Regions from separate parts of the Triticum aestivum genome. Here region 2 is linked to region 1. Evidence: chromatin contacts called from public Hi-C data. All regions are on one chromosome and are shown on one strand. Each heading gives the region's core, a stretch centred on a gene start, on an enhancer-like site or on the middle of the called end of the contact. The rest is flanking DNA. Distances are from core to core; before and after follow the strand shown.

What was found. A called contact is a pair of places that touch in the nucleus more often than the background predicts.
Region 2: a Hi-C map of leaf shows a contact between it and region 1, with 4 times the contacts expected there. The contact joins the promoter of LOC123086398 here to the promoter of LOC123086392 in region 1. A contact is called at or near these places in 2 of 5 Hi-C or Micro-C datasets (both in leaf).

Annotation. Positions count from the first base shown.
Region 1 is chr4A:465,775,280-465,778,594 of IWGSC CS RefSeq v2.1, reverse strand. LOC123086392 (protein ZINC INDUCED FACILITATOR-LIKE 1) reads left to right here and starts at 1,511. Exons shown (of 18, transcript XM_044508152.1): 1 at 1,511-1,745; 2 at 2,780-2,995. The coding sequence starts at 1,556.
Region 2 is chr4A:466,259,464-466,263,138 of IWGSC CS RefSeq v2.1, reverse strand. It overlaps LOC123086398 (WEB family protein At5g55860), which reads right to left and starts at 1,487. Exons shown (of 3, transcript XM_044508160.1): 1 at 1,230-1,487; 2 at 30-217. The coding sequence starts at 188.

The sequences.
Region 1 (3,315 bases), core at 262-2,761:
CTTTAGGCATACCAGCGAACAACGTGCGGGCACCCAGCTGCTCCACGCCCAGCGTCCGCGTCCGGAAAAGCTGCAGCGATGAACAATCTGAGAAAAGCGACGGCGCCGCGTTGACGTCGACGCAATAAGGCACTTGCCCGGCGGCGGATGCTGGGGACTGCATACCGAGCTGCTTTGCGGCATAGAAGTATGGAGCCTTGTAATGCTATGGCCATTGCGGCGTCCGCATGGTCGACGACGACAGCGGGGCCCTGCGTCCCAAGCTCCGCCCGCCACCACGTTCGCCACCTGCACGTTCTCCACCACGGCCATCACCTCCTCCACGACCACCAGCTCCGCCTCCGCTGGCTTTCTTGTTGAGCGCCGCCACTTTGTGGCCTTCGCTTTTCTGGCGGTGATTTGCTTGTGTCTCCGAGTTGATCTTCCGGGCGAGTGTGACCGCCGGATCCGGCATCTTCTCGTGCGCGTCCATACGTCGATGCCGGCGAAAAAGAGCGGAAATTGGATGGATAACAGCGAGATGGAAGAGCAGAGTGGGGGATTTTGCCACGAAAACAATGCAGCCAACTACAAAAAGCAGGTTCCGCCTTAGTTTTGGGTGGGCCTAAAGTGTCCGAGTCCTACATGACCGGTGCCCGAACTCCCGCAAAGCACTTAGGTTTGGTTTCGGTTTGTAGGGAAAACGGCGGTGCAGACTGTTTCGTGGACCGATGGGGGATGACGTTGGATGGCCTGCAGGGTCCGGACAACTACGTCCGGTCGGATAGAGAAGTGCTATACACACGACGGTTTCTCACCCGATACATGCACGACACCGAGCCGTGTCCTTTGATCGAACACGAGAAGCAAATCTGACGATACATGACAACGTCGGGTTGGCATCGAGCATAGAACGTCATGCGTGAGGCAATTTCAGGTCGGATATGGACGGTTTGGGTTCCGCGTAGGAGACGCCCTTAGTTCCTGTAACGGTAGAATAAGTGAGTCTCCATGATGTTTGGTGCGGAGGTGTTTTGCTTCACCACGACAGAGAGTATACGTATAATGTAAGGTGACGTATATTACGTGTCCGTTGTGTGTTATGTAGTCATGTGGCCTATTGCATTGGGCTATGAACGATGATACCGGTTTGCGTGTATGTTTTGCTTCGCGTTCTTCCTTTGAGAGAGAGAGAGAGAGAGAGAGAGAGAGAGACAGTTGAGCGTACATGCACTGTATGTTTATGGTGTTCCGTTCCAAAAGGAGACGTGGCCGTGCTCCCTCCCTCGCACGTGCGGCAGGCAGGCAGGCATGTTTGTTTTGGTTTATACACTGGTCGATACCGATTTTGTTTCTGTCTTGGCCGTGGCGGATCTGGTCGGCATCGGCATGGGCAATTGAAACTTGATTGCCACGGAAGCACAGCGAAATCAATTCTCACCCATCTCAAGCACGTGCAGTATCATTGTTGGGTTCGCATCACTACATATAGCCATAGCTCCAACAACCTCCCTTCCCCAGTCCCCACCCTCCCTCCCTCCCTCCCTCCCCTCGTTCAGAGACCGCGGCCGTAAATATGGAGGAGCAAGGCCGCAATGGGCGGGCCGCGGCGGCAGAGTCGTCGGTGCCACTGCTGGAGAAGAAGGCGGACGGCGTGCTGTACGTGGAGGGCTGCCCCGGGTGCGCGGTGGACCGGCGGAAGGCGGCGAATCCGGGCATCCCCTACGGCACCTTCATCTACGTCTGGACCGTCACCCTCTGCACCGGTCAGTACTCCACAACCGTTCATCCCCGATCTCCGCCATGATATATTAATATTTTTTTGCGAGGGATTAGTTAATCAATTAATTGGTTGCGCAAATGCATCAACGCTTGGTTGACTGCTTGATTTGATTTGATTTGATTTGATTTAACTTTCCATGCATCACCGTCATACTACTACGAGGGAGGGAGCAGTACTCATGATCCGTCTGTCCTGTCTGGAGAAAGGCGCAAGTAGACAAAACACGCACGCACCTGCACTGTCCCGATCACATGATCCCGTAGTACTAGTAGCGGACAAGTAACCCAAGCTTGAGATGAGAGCATCACTTGAATCAGAATCAAAGGCGGAAATGCAGGATGCTGCACTGCATAAGATTTGGGACAACCGGACAAGTAACCCATTCTTCTTCCGATTGATTGAATCAGCTGTTTCTGGACGACGACGTGCACGTCTTGGGCCACGAGATCCACGAGTTTTCCTTTTTCTTTTCTTTGGGGGAGTTATTATTTTTTTCTGAGGCTGGCAAGGGAGGGGAGGGAGTTCCACGAGTTGGATTTCTCATCCTCTCGGCGTCCACGAGTTGGTTCCAGTTCCGTTTTTCTTTCATCCGAAAATCCAAGCAACCCCTTTGCCGTAATAATTGTGCAACGGAAATTCCAGTCCCTCCCTCCACTTTGTTGTCATCTCTGACCGTCAGGGAGGGGACGCGAGGATGCGACACCGAAACGGACCTGCCTGCTTGGACCCTTCCTTCCTTCCTTGGCTTTCTTTCTTTTTCTCTATCTATTCGCGCCGGCGCGTGTGGCAAGCAAGCAAATTAAAGCGGGAATGGCATTGCCACGCCACGGACGGCAGCCGCTGCGTGCCCGATTTCGCTTTGCCCTTTCTCCATTCGGGTCTTCCCCCGGCCCGCGGAAAGGCGGCGGCATTGCGCTGATTGGCCTCTCGCTTCCCAATCCCACCTCCGCTCCTTTTATCTATCTAGAGAATCTATCTATCTATCTATCTATCTATCTATCTATTGTGATTTGTGAGGGGTGGGGAGGGTTCCATTCCATTGCCTTGCCTGCCTGCAAACAATGGCGGCGGCCAATGGGGAGGAGGAGGGGACTTCGCCGCTGCTGAGCAAGGAGGAGGAGCGCCGGTACCACCCGGGCTGCCCGGGCTGCGACCACGACCGGAGGAAGGAGCTCCGCACCGGGCTGCCGTACAAGGAATTCTCCTACGTTTGGATGATCTGTCTTACCACCGGTACGTACGCCCTCCTTTCGGCCCCTCAAACCTCAAGCCAGATTCTTCTTCTGGAGACAAACGAAAATTAAATCAGCGGAATTTTCTTGTTCGGCGAGGTCACTGTTGTGCAGTACCAGGATCATTTAATCGCTCCTATCGTTTTTTTGGGTCTGCATATCGCGCCGAGTGCTACCCCCAGCCCCCAGGCCTTCCAGATCATTGCTATCGGGTGGCACTTCAGACACAAGCCTTTAACGATCATGTCCTACCTGTTCCCCGCATGTCCACATCCGTAATCATGAATGGAGCTGTATGAGGAGGCATGAATTTTCGTCGCC
Region 2 (3,675 bases), core at 238-2,737, 480 kb before region 1:
AGCCACAATTTTCTGCTAAAAAATAGTACCTCTGCTTGTGGGGCCTGTGCCTTTCTGGTGGCGGATCTTTCAGAGGAAAACCGGACCTCGCCAAACAAACTTACTGCAGCTTTAACAGATTCAAAAGGAGCCCTTGTATCTATTTCTCCAATCTCCGTCTTTTCTGAATCAGCGTGTGGTGTCCCCATAATCCCGTTGCCACAATAATGTATGCAGCCTGTGACAGAAAATAATTGCAGTTACATCAAGTTATATGCAATAAAATGGATCTGTTTTACAAAGGGGTCCAGTAGATTCTCTGATGACCAGAAATAACCTATGATCTAGCAGCTAAATACAGTGCTGATGATTAGTTTTACGATATTCAAGGGATTAAAAACCCTAAGTATGTTTATGAGGTTACTGAATTTGTCAACAATCTCATTGGAAACAACCACAGCTTTCCTAAAAATAAACCACAGTACATTTATCCCTTTTTTCTTAGATCAACCCCACTGATCACACTCCCTGCACTAGCAATTTCATTACCAAAACACCATTGCTCCCTGATATGTAACTCTTATACAACACCATCTGCCCTCTTAATCTCTTATTCCCCCTACCACACTGTCTCCAGCCCCCTCGTTCGCCTCCACTTGATATAATGCTCATTAAAATCATGAGCTGATAAATGTGATCCAGCTTTTTGCAATGCTGAATACCACCAAATAGTAAAGGGTTGCAGCAATAAGTTCAAAGCGATACTTTCGCCATCCATGACAAAGGTTCTCATCAGACACTAAAATAGATACCAGGTTCCTAAACTACAATGATGGTAACAAGGAATCAGCAACAGAAATGTGGCCGTCAATTCCCCAGATAAATTATTACCCAAATTATTAAAACAGAGAATCCAGCAAAAATGCATATGCAGCCTGCACCTTGAGCTAGTAGTCCAGAAATTTCTCGTGAACACTAAACCATACAACATGCTAGGTATGTTCCTCAAAATTTGTCGCGAATCCAGCAAATTCACAAAAATAATACTACGATAATTTCCTCGAGGACGTCGCTAGGTAATTGCAGGCTCGCCGCTACACAACAAACCAATCGTCGCGATCCAGCACGTAGCTGCCACAAAATTCACGGCCGTGTGTGTATTTCCGCCACGCCCACCACGCGACGACGATCAGGTGATGGGAGAAAAAGTATTGAAGCGAGAGGATTGGCCAATGCAGGAGGAAGGGTACCTGACGCGGCGGTGGCGGTCGGAGGAGCGGTCTGACCAAATTCGAAGAGGGTGCGGCGCTGGAGGTCCTGCTGCGCCGAGGCCGAGGACGAGGAAGATGGTGCCAGCCGGCCGGAGAGCGAGGTGGCGGTGGCGCGGAGGGGGGAGAAGAGATCAGGTCGTCGTCGGAGGGGAGAGACGACGGGAGCGAGGGAATGGAGGAAAGGAGAAAGGTGGGTGGTGCGGTGGCGGGTTTCACGGGGCGTCCGCTCCTGTCTTGATATATTGCAAGGAAGCCCCTACGGCGGCTCTGCTTTCCAAGGGGCCCTCTCCTAATTTACGACGTGCAATATGACATAGGCGCAACTGGGCTGGGCCTCACGAAACTGAATGCACGCTCAGTTTCTCAGATCTTATTCCGCGCCTTAAGCGCCAGTTATTGAGCTTTCATTAACTGGCGCACACTCTCCCAGCACTAGCTGACGAATAGGCCGGCCCATGTAGAGTTTTTTTTCCACTGTTTTTTTCCACGCGGTTTTCCTGGGCCTTTTTTCTAGCGGTTTTTCCTGAAAACGCGTTTTACTCGTTTTTTCTATTTTTCTATTTTTCTTTCTTTTTCCTTTTTAGTTTTTATTTTATTTTTTCTTTTCAAATGCGTGAAGTTTCTTCAAATTCAAAACTTTTTTGCAAATCTGTGAAATTTTTCGAATTTTCGCGAATTTTTTATAATTTTATAAACTTTCCATTTTGCAAACTTTTCAAAATTACGTAGTTTTTTAAATAGTGAAAAATCAAATTCATGATTGTTTTCAAAATTTATATTTTTCTACTTTTTGTTAGAAAATCAAATCCCTGTAATTATTTCTAGTTTTTTTGATTTTTTTTCAAATTACGATCTTTTTCCAAATATTTTTGAACTTTTTTGTTAGATTCATGAACTTTTTTTCAATTTATAAACTCCAAGGCTTGAACTTTTTTCAAATTCATGAATTTTCTCAAACTTGAGAAAAAATCCAACTTTGTAGAACTTTTAAAAATATATATTTTTTTCACTTTTTATGAACATTTTCCTTTTACAAAATTGTCAATGGTCTACGTTTCTTAGTCAACGGTCTACTTTCTTAGTCAACGATCGATGGTCCACCAGTTAAACAATCTTTTAAAATGCATATGGACAGGCCGAAATACTCGCGCATGAGAGCACCTTTACCTTAGTTAGCGCCAAAGGCACCAATTAGGAGTCCTCTCTCGGTCCCTCAAAAAAAAGGAGTCCTCTCTCAGTTTCCCATTTGAAAACCTTTTGAATTCTCAAAAAAAAAATGAAAGCATTTTGTTAATTTCGACGCTGACAACATCGTTAAGTATGCTACTTCATTCGTTTGCTGTGGAGATAATTCAGCAAATGGACTCTTATCTAGGACTAAAGTTGCATTGATTTCTCGATGCAACCAGCTGTCAATGGACTTTGCCGAAATATTGTTTAAACACTATCTCCAGAAAGCTAATCAAGTAGCAGATGAGTTAGCTAAGCATTCTTTTAGAGTTAGACCTTCGAGTTCTTGGGATGATGTAATCCCTAACTTTGTTTCTCATTTACTTGTAAACAACATGGTCATCGTATAAGGAATAAAGTCTATTTGCTGTTAAAAAAAAGTATGCACCACATATAATCTCAATGGCTTAAGAAATAAACAATTCTATCTCAAGTGCATGTGCACATTTTGGTTGAGTAATAGTAATACTTAGCGATGTTTCCTTCCCTCCATTCAAGTTTTGATAGTGAGCGCGTGGATTCACCTCAATAATAGGGAGCTCCAATATTTTATTCAACTGTGTCTATTTGGGTCTTCAAGGACAAAAACCATGGCCCAGCGCATGGACGCAGACATATTTTTTGTCCGTCACGCAAATTGAACCCAAGCAAATCCACAAATTTGGGCCGGATTTGCTTCCACACGAACGTGAGATGGACACGGCACGTGTCTGCTCGGTGCCTGGCTCAGGCCCATGCGTCGGCACCCAACCACCACCCGTTGGTCCTCTTTAATGCCACGCGTGCCGAAGGGCCCGCACGCCAGCCACCCAACCTCCTTCACCGGTCCTTTTTAATGCCCAGCGTGCGCCGGGGGGGGGGAGGGGGGAGTCTTCTTTCTCCCTTTGCCCCTAGCCACCATACATCCCCCTGCCCCCTAGCCACCGCCCATCGCCCACCGCCAAAAGGTCATGAAAGTGGATCCCGAGGAAGGCCGGGAAGCATGATCATGAAGCTGACTCCTCCTCCAGGTTTCGCTGCTACGCAGCAAGCTTCACCTTAACGCCACTTGCTGCCCCACGGCAACGTGTGTACATCAACATCGAGCATGCGAGCAGTACTGGCAGGAGGCCACCCCAGTGCAGTGGCCTGACGTCCGCCCGTCGAACGCCTAGCACCTGAACCCACAGAGGATCCTCGTGCTTGCCATTCCAGC